Regions from separate parts of the Mus musculus genome. Here region 1 is linked to region 2. A link is a contact called in public Hi-C data. All regions are on one chromosome and are shown on one strand. Each heading gives the region's core, a stretch centred on a gene start, on an enhancer-like site or on the middle of the called end of the contact. The rest is flanking DNA. Distances are from core to core; before and after follow the strand shown.

Region 1 (6,537 bases), core at 416-2,915, 220 kb before region 2:
ACTACAACCATGTTCTGTCCTGTGATTGGTTCTGTAGGTTTGAGGTCCCACTGTGGAATTATCAGGCAGGAAATACAGCTTTTGTGCAGTAGGTGGAGCTGCTTTATCAGGCTGAAGTAGAACTACGTTGTCAGTCATTTAATTCAAGAATGAATAAAACATTTTCCTTGTTACATTTGCATAGTTCTCAAAGAACATGTATCTACTGCTTAAGCATCTTGAATCACACTCTCCCATGCCAAAGGGGTAGTAGCTTGCTCAGGGGTGTGATGTGCTCTTTCTACTTTGAAAACAAAAAGCTAACTTAAGTGTATAGGTTTTTGTCCTTGAATGAGCTTGTCAATTCAAGCGAAATACAGCTGTTTGCTTTTCTTAAAGGTTTTTGAAAGTGGAAGCTTCACAGGCCACTTATAAATTTCAGAATGAGAGAGTGTGGGATAGAGGAAAGTAGAAGAGAGAGGGACAGAGGTGGAAACAAAAGAGAGAAAGATAGAGACCATTTCTAGTTTTACTAGAATAGGGATAGAAATACAAAGGTACTCTAAACTGAAGAGAAACAGGAGGCATTTCACTCACTAGCAACATTCCAGCATCTCCATTTAATACCACACATTCTATAAAAAAATAGTGATTATATACTTTTGATTATAATTTAAGAAAAATGAGAATTTAGAAGACCGTTATAATTGAAGAGTTGGAAGTGTTTGAGCATGGTAAGATGACTTGAGGAAGACAGTATGCTTTCTATGGAGACACACAAGGCATCAAGGAAGGTAACAGATATGTATCTTTTATAAAGAGAAACTATCAGCTCTGCCAGTAGTTAAAGGAACTGCCCCAGCCAACTGCAATGACTACATGTTTCTTTCCCATGTTAACACCCAGTGCACTCTGCAAATCCCAAGTTCTGACGTGAGCACATTAGGCTATGGAGGGCCAGAGAGAGGCAGAGTTCAGATCGTAAATGGTCTTCCTACTACAATGAACATTTCATGGCGTTCTTACAAGGAGCAAACTATGCTTCCATTTTCTTATTAAAGCTGATGATTGGTTGGGGGAAAAGAGCTCACTCTTCTCACATTGCTGTCATGTCCTTCCATAGTCCCCCATTTGCATGGTGGCTGTTTTGTGCTTCACACAAAACCATCTCTTTTTACATTGTGGTCAAAGTAAAAATCTATGCATGCACTCACATGTACTTTCCTGAGTTTAGTTTTTTTTCCACTTTACACATGTGTATGACCACACATGTATGATCATGTGTATACGTGGGAAAACACATTGGTAAGATGTGCCTAGGAAGCAGAGCACCTGTGCTTGCATCATGGTTTGCCACCACATCAGTACCTCATAGCTCATCACCTTGGCAGTCCCTGAATTGTAGTTCTCTCATGGGCTTCCTTCAGCAGCAGATGAAAAAATGAAGAGAATGTTTTAGTATCTTCATAAAAACTTGCTGAGACTCCTTAACCCTGAGACCAACAAGCAGAATTTTTCCTCAGGAAAACATAAAATGCATGTGGCTTAGCTGAGCTTTTCCTGAGCTCTGATGGAACCTGGAAGCCATCCAGGCAGATCTCTGCTTCCCAGCCTTTTACAGCCTTCTCTAATGTATTCAAGTGAAACTAGCTAAAGGATTCAAAGGATGACTGCTGGGTGCCCTCCCTCCCCTCCACACACCATCTATTTCCTGTACAGGATGTCCGTGTCCTCTGAGCTCAATGGCTCTTATGTTACTCGGGAGAAAAATAAAAGGGCCATGTAGCAACCAACTGTAGCGTGGTGTAATGCTGTCCTGCCAATTGCTGAGCCATTTTCTTCTCAGGTATTTGATTTTTCTCTCCTCATTTAAAATAATTAACTCCACAAAAGCATGTAGACAGTCTTAATTTTGGGATCACAACTTTTCAGATATGGGGGGGGGAAGAAAAGCTAAAAAGATCGAATAGCCACTAAATGCCCTACAAAGAGCTGAGAGATGTCTCAGCTCTGTTCATTTTCTCATGAATTTCTATGAAGAGGAACAGCTGAAGTAGCTCCAAAGGAAGCTGACAAAATGCCCAATGGTTTGAGGTAAACACAAACCAATCTGTATCCAACATGTGTTTTATATTACACACAAATCTCACTTAATACCAAAATGAAAACACCTTCATGGTTGAGTGTTAAGGACAGGAGATGGGGATGGGGATCTATACTCTTAGAATGTCCCTTTCAAAAACCCACATGCTATGACAGCAAAGTTACAGCTCTTTCTGAGCCCCTCTGTGTGAGCATGTGTTGAAAATTCAACTTTTCGGTGTGCACACGTGAACAGTATTCTAGTCATCAATATGAGCATGGAAGGGTAAATTACTGGGGAGCATGCCTCAGCACAAGGTACAGCGAGTTTCTTTGTGTGAGTCAATACATGTGGCCAATGTTAATCATAAGCCTAGACACCGGCCCTCTTGAGGCCTCTAATCTAGACATATCCTAAGGGGAAAATAGAAAAAGCAGGTTAAATCCTGACAGCGATAGGCAATTGAGGAAAAGGAGCGTGTGCTGGGGTCTGGCTGCTTCATAGTTATTTCTGCAGGCTGAGGGTGTTCTCTTCCTGTTCTTGCCTTTATGATTCATTTCCTAACTGTGGTCCAGGAATTGAAAACTCAATTTGCATTTATCTTACCCTAATAAATACTGATTTGGCTTCCTTACATTACCGACTGTATTAGTCAAAATACAATGACCTAGAAAAGAGCAAAGTTCTATCTATGTTGCCTAAAAGCTTTGAAATATCTAGTCCCAGGCTGACTAAATCCATTACTCTATGGTGGGCTTCCTTGTGACAATGACAGAGAGTATGGGTGAAGTACATTGCTCATTCCATAGCTAGACGGCTAAAGAGGGAAATGGAGAGAGTGGTTCTCCAAACACCCTAGGGGCCAAATCCCTAATAACTTAAATACTTCTCATGGGGTCTGATCTCCTGGAGACTCCATCACCTCCCAGGAGTGGTGCACAAAGGATCAAGCCTTTAACAAATAGCAGAGATTCAGATCCAAGCCACAGAGCTACTCCTTTGCTTTCACACAGCCACCATGAGAGATGTGATTTCATGAGGTCACAATGATCCTATCTTGTGTTTTGATGAGTGTAACGATATTTGTACCACACTGCTCCTAACCTAGATGACTCAGATAAGCTGAGATGTAGGCATTTGATGCAATAAATGCTGCTCATTATACTGATCTATTTTCTAGAAATGTCATTACTATGCTGCATGGTGAGGGCATCTGCATGCCAGGACACATTCCTGGAGTCCAGAAAACATCTCTGTGTTGTGCTCCCTCCTGGATGTGAGTTTCAGGGATTGAAACCCAACTGTCTGATTGGCCTGGAATTCACCATACCACTGAGGTGTTTATCTATGCTTGCTAATGTTGAAATTCAATGTAGAAGAATAGATGGGCCTAAGGTTATTAAATCAAATACCTGGAGCCTCTCCAAACTTTCCTGACAGAAGGATAGCCTCTAGCATGAGCTCAATCAGAACAGACAGGTGTCAGACAGACTAAGAGGAAAAAGGCAAAAACCTACTGGAATGAGTGGGCTTCTCTCTGCTTCGCGGCTGCCATTACATGGGCCACTCAGCTTCAGCATGCCTGGGTCATCATCCAGGGCTGCAATTGATAAAACTGTGATCCAAAGTACATTTCTCTTCCTTTAACTTGTTTTACCAGGTATTTTTTTTTCTCCAAAGGAACAAGAAAAGTAACTAAGATAGCAGCGATAATGGATGTTAGCCAATAGGAACCTTGCATGATGTCATCAAAGTAGGAGGAAAGAATAGAGGAAGGTAAAAGTGAGGAGAAAACAAGACAGGCCATATTATAAATGACAGGAGGCACAAGTTAAGGAAAAGTCTAGAAATAATAACTATCAGAGCAAATGGAGGCTGTGGCTGTGAGGAAGCCTCTGGAAGCTGTGGCTGGGAGGGAGGCTCTGGAAGCCATGGCTGGGAGAAGCCTATGAATGAATGTCCTTCTCCTGTTTTCCCCACATGGCAGTATTCAAGCAAAGGACAAAACAACATCTTAAAATATAACCACTCTACTGTCCTCTGGGGTGAGCGACTGTTCTTGTCAACTTTTAGATGAATTAGAAATGCGCATACTCAGTCCAAGACAAATGAGCAGCAGAAGAACAGAGGCCACTTTCGCTCTTGTCGAGGGACCCTGTTTGTTTAAACCTTGACAGGCTGGGAAGAGTGTTATAAAATTCCATTCTTGCTCTTAGACAACCAGCAAAGGAGCTGCATAAGCTTAAACATCAGCTAAACTTTTCACTTCACCGTCTTCAATGAAAGAAGCAGGAGTGAGTGGGATGGGGAACAAGGCGAGGGGGAGGGGATAGGGGGTTTTCAGAGAGGAAAATAGGAAAGGGGATAACATTTGAAATGTAAATAAAGAAAATATCTAATAAAAATTAAAGATGAAAAAAATAACAACAAAAAATAATCTGCTAAGACCGTTTCCAGCAACTGCATCTGTTCATCATGCTAGCTCTGCATCTGTTACAGCCCCGAAGCTTTAAATCCAGGTTGCGCTGGACCAAGAAGAGTCACAGATTCACATTTCTCAGTCTTATCTTGCCTTGTGGCTATAAATAAACTCAAGTCTTGTGACTGTAGTCTCCATGTAGGTTGAGTAGTCGAAACAAGCTCCAGAGGTCATGGATCAGACAGAAATGACTAGTCTGTCTATATTACATAGTTGCTGTCATTTCAATAGCAGCATATAAAGTTGGGAAGGCAGCACAAGTGGATGCTGTGTTGACTAAGTTAGAATCCTGTAAGCTAGAAGAAGGAAATAACTACAATTTCACCCTACATCTAATAATATATATGCAATGTTTTTTTTTTGTTACGTTTTCTTTAATCAATGTTCTAGGCCAGTGGAATATAGTATCCAATATTAGTCTTTCTTTATACATATAAAAATAGAACATTATACATAGATTAAATTGACTAATGTTTGCAAGACCAAGGGGCCTCTCGTCCCAATGATGGCTGACTAGGCCATCTTCTGATACTTATGCAGCTAGACACACAAGCTCCGGGGGTACTGGTTAGTTCATATTGTTGTTCCACCTATAGGGTTGCAGATCCCTTTAGCTCCTTGGGTACTTTCTCTAGCTCCTCCATTGGGAACCCTGTGTTCCATCTAATAGCTAACTGTGGGCATCCAGTCTGTGTTTGCCAGGCCCCAGCATATCCTCACAAGAGATGGCTATATCAGGGTCCTTTCAGCAAAATCTTGCTGGCCTATGCAATGGTGTCAGGCTGGGGCTGGGGGCAGGGGAGGGTCTGGGGAACTTTTGGGATAGCGTTTGAAATGTAAATGAAGAAAATACCTAATTAAAAAATAATAAATAAAAAATTGACTAATGTTAAACATATATTCAATTAACCAAGATAATGTGATCATACATTTATCAGGATGTTCCATTCAGTAGTCACATGTCTTAAAGTTTCTGGATTGTAAATATCATCTCCCCTTTCCTCAACCTATCTCAGGTTATCTTTGTGTATTTGAATGCCCATCTGGCCTGAAACCTGTCTACCAATGCATCAGAAGTTGTTGGTGATAAGGTACGTTAAATCTATAGCTCATCCATACCGGTTTTACAGCACTCTTCCTCTGAGTATTGTGGACATCAGAGTCCATGTTCATAACCCTCTATGAGATGGGAATAAAGAAATATCAATTCTCCGTGTTACTGTATCTCTACACCTGCCAACATTCATCCCTTGTGTCCTTATTTTCCTCTGACTTGTGATGAGGGACTGAACTTTCAAGTGTAGATCATCAACTCTATTCTGTATGCACTAGATCTTATCATTAATACCCACCTAGAAGCATCATTCTGGCAAGACTTCTTTTTCCCAAGCCTGCATTTTTTACTAATTTATTCCCTCGAGCAAATGACATGATGCTCCTGTTTATCTCCTTCACTTTAAAATGTAACAATCCGTTGACTGCACTTCCTGCCACAGATCTTACCATGTTTCTGTTTACTGGTCACCCTTCCTAAATGAATATGCAATTGTCCTCAGTTCCTTTGCTTTGTCTCCTTCTTAGTCCTCTCCATTCTGGTTTTAATACCTACCCATTAAGCAAAACCACCCTATTCATTGTCACAAAGGACTTCACCAATGCAAAATTCAAAGTCACTACTCAATCTAATTTTGTTCTAAGTATTTAACCCTGGGTTGCAGGATGCCACAATCCTAACTCACAGGTGATTTTCAAGTAAAATGTTGCTCTTTTCTGTACTTCTTATCTAGTAACACTGATGTGTCTTAAGGAATAATCTATAGATGGATTTCTTATTCTCTGAACATTCAACACATCATTGATATTCTTGAATAAATTTCCATCTGCTTGTCAGAACTTCAGCTTCTTATATTTAATGTCATAGCTAATATCTGCATGTCAAACTTAATGCCTTCTAGATGACTTCCTGTGTTCCTTTCCAAAAAGATTTATTCCATCT
Region 2 (6,107 bases), core at 3,318-5,817:
CAAGCTAACCTCTGGAAAGTGTTGCCCAGTAATTTGGACAAGCCTTTTCATCTCAGATGCCCTCCTCAGTTCACTGACACAGGCAAACAGCTCTCTGTCTTTCTCAGGAAGTCATGAGCACATAGTCACAACAGGAAAAGGATCTCCAACTCACTGCCTGTCCTTATTATTCTGGCTTGGGCATTTAATTTACAGAGACACCATTTTTGTGGCCTAGAAGTTTATGAACTAGGAATCCATAATGCCTTTATATTCCCTTGCAGGAGAATCTACCTGCAGATGCCCTAATTATTAAATCCACACTAACACTCTAACACTGATCATTATCTGGTTCCATTTCACTTCCCATCCTTTTGACTCCTGCCTTCTGTTACACTCTGCAATTTGAGGTGATTTGTGAGAATAAGATAGCATATAGATAGAAACATATGCTAAGTATTTTCTAATACAAAATGCCATGAAATAATAGAAACTGAACTGAGAGCATGAAACATAGCATTCTAATCATGTGAGAAAGATTTTTTTTTTAAAAAAATGCCCTCATAAACCAAATTAGATGCCAAATAAACAGGAAGTGAAAATTTTTATCTGGGTGAATAATGATAATCAACAATGGTAGATCAAAGCCAGGGAGAGAAAAGAATGAGGATTTGCATTTATAAAACGTTAAAAGGCAGATTTTGGATCTGTTAAAGAAAAATGTGCTTTCCTAAATATGATTTCTGTTCTCACAACTCAGCAAATTTAAAAAAATTGGAGAAATACCTAGTAAAGCAAGTCACTGCTATCTAAATCACTATTTGCTGAAATCAGAGCCCACGTTTCAAGTCATAAACTGGTACACTGGGTAGCTTAAATGCGGGATTAGGACAGTCCAAGAGGAGAACAACTTCCCTCAATCAGAATCGTCTGAATCTGACTCAGGGAACGTGCACCTGGAGCCATTTATTCTCCCATTGACCAGGTTCAATTTCACAGCTCATCTGGATTTCATTAGATGCCAGGCTTGCTTGGAAATCTGCAATTGCTTTAATTTTCTATTTCACTTTGTGAACATGAAGCCCAGTCCTCCCTTGTAGAAATATTAAAACAACCTGTCTTTAAAGTAATGTGTAGTCTGAAAGTGCCTTGCTAACCAATTAATCTTTAATATGATAAAAATAGGTTGACTAATGACATTTCCCTTCATCTGATTCCATCATAAATGCCACTCTATTACAAACTTCTATGGTAAATAATGGTTTTCTTTGGAAAAAGGGAACAAGTTAAGTGGGAGCTATATAAAAGTGTATGTTACTTAACTTTCAAATTTAATTAATATTCACAAGTACATATTGAATATCTACCTTGTTCCTGTCTTCTGGAATGGGAATTCTTCAACTTTCTGCTGTGTAAATATGAGAGTTGTAAAAAAATGAGAACACACGTGATTTCAGTTTTCAGAAGAAAATACTACATATATTCAAAACACTTGATTAACCTTATTTGGCCAGTGCTCTGAGAAAAACCCTGGTCCTTAGTTTTCCTCTATGAGAGGTACTATCACCTGTCAGCATGTAGCCTTCTGAGAAGTCTCAGGTCTCCTTTGTACAGGGTTGTTTTGATGCTTTCTTTGATCTGGTATCTGCTTGGGAACACTGAAGATCCTGTTCCCCAATTGGTTCTTGATCCATCATTAAAAATGCTAGCAGCCAAGGAGCTGGGCAGCATAGGTCGGACTTCCAGTTTTCCCACTGGCAGGCTAGCAGATGCAAAGGAAGGAGAAAGAGCCACTAGCCACGTGAGATCTCAAGTGGAATGGCCCTCTGCTGCTTCTGTGACTGGGCCTGGGGTAGCAGGCAGGAAATTAGAGAGCAATGAGCTGAGGGCAGATTTAGGGTACTGAGCTAGGACTAAAAGTAACTTAGCAACCAAAGTTGAGGGCAGATTTGGAGGTGTTGAGCTGAGAATGTAAAGAAGAGCACAATAGCCAAGGAAGGCTTAGCAAACCCGGCCATTGAGCTAAAGCACATCAAAAATAAGCTAATGTGTGTGTCTTTCGTCTGCAGATACAAGGGAAACCAGGCAGGGCTGAAAGCTGTCTGACACACACAATAAAGATTGGAGAAAGTAAATTAAATACTTACTTGCACATCTTCCGGGGTAGGGAAGTGTCCAATAAAATTAACCTTTTTATTTTTATATGCACTAAGATAGATGCTGCTATTGTCACTCAATTGTCAATTTGAGAAACTTAAGACGAAAGTTAGTAAATTTCAATAAAATTTATTTAAATGATCCATTAATAGAACTATCCAAATAAATACATTCTGAATGAAGCACTACAACAATTTTCTGGTATCATGAACATAGACAACTGCAATGGAAATACAAAGCACTATGACACTGGGGAAGATTGAAACTGATGAATACTTTCACCTTGATTTAGCTATACTTAAACAAGGGTGGTTAATAAAAATGGGAGTATCTCCCAGAAAACACAGAGAAGCAGGGTTCCAAGTCCTAGTTTGAGGTTCACTATCCTCTTTATATGTCACAATAATTTATCAGTACCTTTAGCGAAATGAAAGAGGAGACGACTGTGAGGTGTTATATTTTTTTTAAATCTCTTGTGTTCTAAGAGACTGACACTTTTTTCTAGACCTCACAGCCAGAGTTAATACTACACTATGAGTTCACTTACGATTTAAGACTGCTATCCCATTGGGTTCTCAGTTGTTTGTTTAACCTGCCATTAAGAGACCCTGGGAACCACCAGCCTTACCTGCCTGGATTCCTCTGTGTAATCAGCTCTACCACCTAAGCTAATGACTAATTTTAATTTTAAATTGTGTATTCATCTATGTCCCTGACCCAGAGAGCAATGCATATGGATATGTGTGAGTGTTATGGTAATAGTTTGCTGAAAACAGCAGACAGAGTGAAATTGACCTTATCCAACAAATATCTACCATAAATATTGGGGAAAGCATATGGAAGATGCTTGATAACACAATGTTTGCAGTAGTGAGTTCTTTGGGGTCAGTTGAAGTAAATAACTTAATCCCTTGTTTAAAAAGCAACTGTTAAAGATTTCTGTAAAGCATCATTCCTCTCCCATGTGGTAGTCTCTCTGCCGTCCAATAACCGGAGAACAAAGTTTTTGTTAAGAGACTCACTCAGAGCAAACACAGACAGGTTACAGAAAGGCCAGCTACAAACTACAGACAGATGGAAAGCATAGGGAGAAATGGAAAATTCGAACTTGGACTCACTCTTGGGCAAATGAACCCAGGAAGAAGTCTGAAATTTCATCCCTTAATTTGACATGGAGGGTACAGAGACCTGTGATTCTGAGAAGGTTAACAGGACATGAGAAACACCATAACTCCAAATGCTGTCCTTTAATTATGAAGCAACAGGCACAATTATGTGACTGTAAAAGACCATGGAAAGCAAAGATACTCTTAGGTCCATCTTGGGAATAATAGTCTTCCATCCTGAAGTCTTAGCTTATGATACAGCAGAGGGTTGAGACCCACCCTACCCCTGTTTCCCGAGGGGATACCAGAAAGTCTGTACATTCATCAATCATAAGTCAATTATTTTCTATTAATTGTTTTGACTGAAGGTGAAAATAACGTGGCAATATTCACCTACTTAAAGAACTCAAGGCATTAGCATACAGATGTGCCAAGATAAGGTTTGATCAAAAAAAAGGTATTTCTGAAATATTTTCCTTTACAGGATAAATCAGATTAGTAATCAATTAGGAGTTAAAATCAGGTTTGCATCCATCACCAGCAGAGAATGATGGAGGAGAAGCATGGAATCAGTAGATGGAAGGCCTTTTGAATATCTATCTCTTTCTTACTTTCCTTTGCAATACTGGGGTTAACCCAGAATGTTAGGCATAAGAGACACATTTTTTTTTCCCCAATGAGCCAGGGCCCTGTTCAAATAATTCACAAGTGTCAATCTAGAATATAAGAACTAACTTCATCTTTCTAAACAGGAGTTTGATGATGGGCTAATTCAAGCAGTAATACTTCCTGCCTGCAGACCAGAAGTGGCCTGACTCAGGACAGCTATGCCTAAAATATCTCTAGTAAGGAATCCACAAAAGAGCAGTTCCCTGTAAGGCCACAGCAGGTCACCAGAGTAAAGCCATATTGTCCCCTGAGCCCCCAGAGTTCTCTTCACTGCCTCCTCCCAGGCAAAGCTACTCTGTTGGTGCTCAAAGGGGCTAAAAAACATTCACAGCCTGGGGATGCTGCAAACTGAAGGGTTGCTGAAGAAGCTGGTATTTAGCTCTCAGCCTTGCCAGCATCAGGAGTGGAGCAGCTGTGAGTTTTCCAGGGTTTTTTATTTTATTTTTTCAATTTTTTTTTACAACTTCTTCCCTTCAGCAAGAAAGATTTGTTGTTTCCCTGCCAGACTCCTGCTACATTTGTCTGTTTATTAGCTTAGCTGCATACTCTGTCTAGTAGCCAAGATCGTCATGGCGATAGCCACTTGTTTACAATCTGTGTTTAAATAAATTAACTCCCAGTCAATTATCAGCTACATATCTTTATTTCAATAGAAACTCCGACATCACAGAAGACAGGCCTCTTAGTGGAGGTAATCCCAGACAACAAGAATGACCAGCACAGAAGATGAAAGGAACATTGCAGGACCATTTCCCAAATCAAAGGAAAAAGAAATCTATTGTAAAAAGGGATGTTATTTTCACAGTTTCCCTCCCTCCACCCTCCCTCCTTCCCTCCCTCCCTCCCTCCATCCACCTTCCCTCCTCTCTTTCTCTCTCCCTGTAAGCAAGGTTGCTAGGAATCCAGATCTACTTTTTCATAGCAATTTAGCACCACACGATCCTGCAGATCTTTAGCTGAGTCAAAGGACTATCATCAAACTACTTAGAAAGACAGCAAGATTTAGACTAGCAGTCACAGGGATTGGTTCTTATCTCTTACAGAGACAAAAGACCAGTTCTCTAAAACATGTGAAGCACAGGCTTCTTTATATCATTAATAGTTTCTGAAAATATTCAATAATTTCTTACAATGTCTTTGAAGAAAATGCATGGGAGTAAAAAGGAATATAGAAATCACTCTATCAATCTGGTATTATAAAATATTTTCCATAACTGTTACACCCTCATTAATGTATTTATCACTACTTTATAATAGCAAAATAAGCATATTACTCACAAGCCATTGAGCCTCAACCATGAGTAGACCTCATGTGATGTAAACACTGGTTAAGTACTATTGGGAACCTTTCTGACAACATTGAAGTCATTTAAGAATACCTATTCCACTGTTATTTTTTCAAGATTTAAGAGAGCTAGAATGTTAATGCTTACAAAATTATGGTTTTACTCTCAAGATTAAATTTGCATTTCTTGTTGCAAAGCATTTTACCAATCTTCTCAATCTAAGCTCCAAGTCCAGAATGGAAAGAAGGGCCTGAGACTCCCCAGATTATGTTTCCACTGTCACAACTGTTTCTTCTTTAGGCTTTCTTAATAGGGAACGTCTGTAAACACTGAAAGATGCTGTCTCTCTCTCTCACTGATCACCCTTCTGCCTGTCCTCCCTGCAGTGGCGCTGAGACCACCTGGCAGTATTTCCAGCGCTGCAGCACTATTCCAAACCTGCTAGGGCCACCCCTGGGCCAGCCTTTCCTGCTCCCTATGTGAAGTCTTTGCTCTCAGGCCTCAGCCAGGGTTACTGCCAACACTCATTGGATATCAGTTAAAGCCAACTCCACTGGTCATTTCCTTCCAAAGTCCAAGTGTTGGTAGTGTTTCCTGTTGTCTCCCTTCTGTTGCCTGGGACCTCAATGTCAATTTAAAGGGCTCATTTGACATTTTCTAGAGCCACAGGAGCTTCTGGCATAATAAATGATTCCTTTAAATACTGTATTCAGATAGGTAGTGTGGTTGCCTTCTCCCTGGGCAGGAGGACTGTGATAACTCTCCTAGAGAGTTAGAGTAGTTGCCACTGTCTTTACTTCACATACCTAACATTTGCTTAACCTTTTGGTAGAATGGAAGAAACCCTGGGACTTGAACTCAGAATTCAAGCTTCAATGCCAGTAATGTTCCTGCAGAAATTCTTTGCACC

The links. Hi-C and Micro-C count contacts between places; a contact is called where the count stands out from the background.
Region 1: a Hi-C map of neural progenitor cells shows a contact between it and region 2, with 4 times the contacts expected there. The contact joins two enhancer-like sites. A contact is called at or near these places in 2 of 39 promoter capture datasets (the 3T3-L1 cell line and hippocampal neurons), 1 of 15 datasets of contacts at CTCF or cohesin (pro-B cells), 42 of 484 Hi-C or Micro-C datasets (the 3T3-L1 cell line, 3T3-L1-derived adipocytes, the AML12 cell line and 26 more) and 4 of 115 datasets of contacts at active chromatin or transcription factors (astrocytes, large pre-B cells, memory CD8 T cells and 1 more).

What each region holds. Positions count from the first base shown.
Region 1 is chr8:82,022,684-82,029,220 of GRCm38.p6, reverse strand. All of the region lies in intron 17 of Inpp4b (inositol polyphosphate-4-phosphatase, type II), which reads right to left. Among named protein-coding and RNA genes, the nearest start is that of Gm25267, 130 kb to the left of the region's middle. Within about 2 kb of position 1,665, at least 35 of the 459 cell types and tissues checked have an H3K27ac peak or open chromatin away from gene starts, as enhancers often do. A contact at or near this core is called in neural progenitor cells, pro-B cells, stem cell-derived neural progenitor cells and 2 more, where this site is marked.
Region 2 is chr8:81,810,636-81,816,742 of GRCm38.p6, reverse strand. The region is part of intron 7 of Inpp4b (inositol polyphosphate-4-phosphatase, type II); the gene reads right to left. Among named protein-coding and RNA genes, the nearest start is that of Gm25267, 340 kb to the left of the region's middle. Within about 2 kb of position 4,567, at least 48 of the 459 cell types and tissues checked have an H3K27ac peak or open chromatin away from gene starts, as enhancers often do. A contact at or near this core is called in neural progenitor cells, pro-B cells, stem cell-derived neural progenitor cells and 2 more, where this site is marked.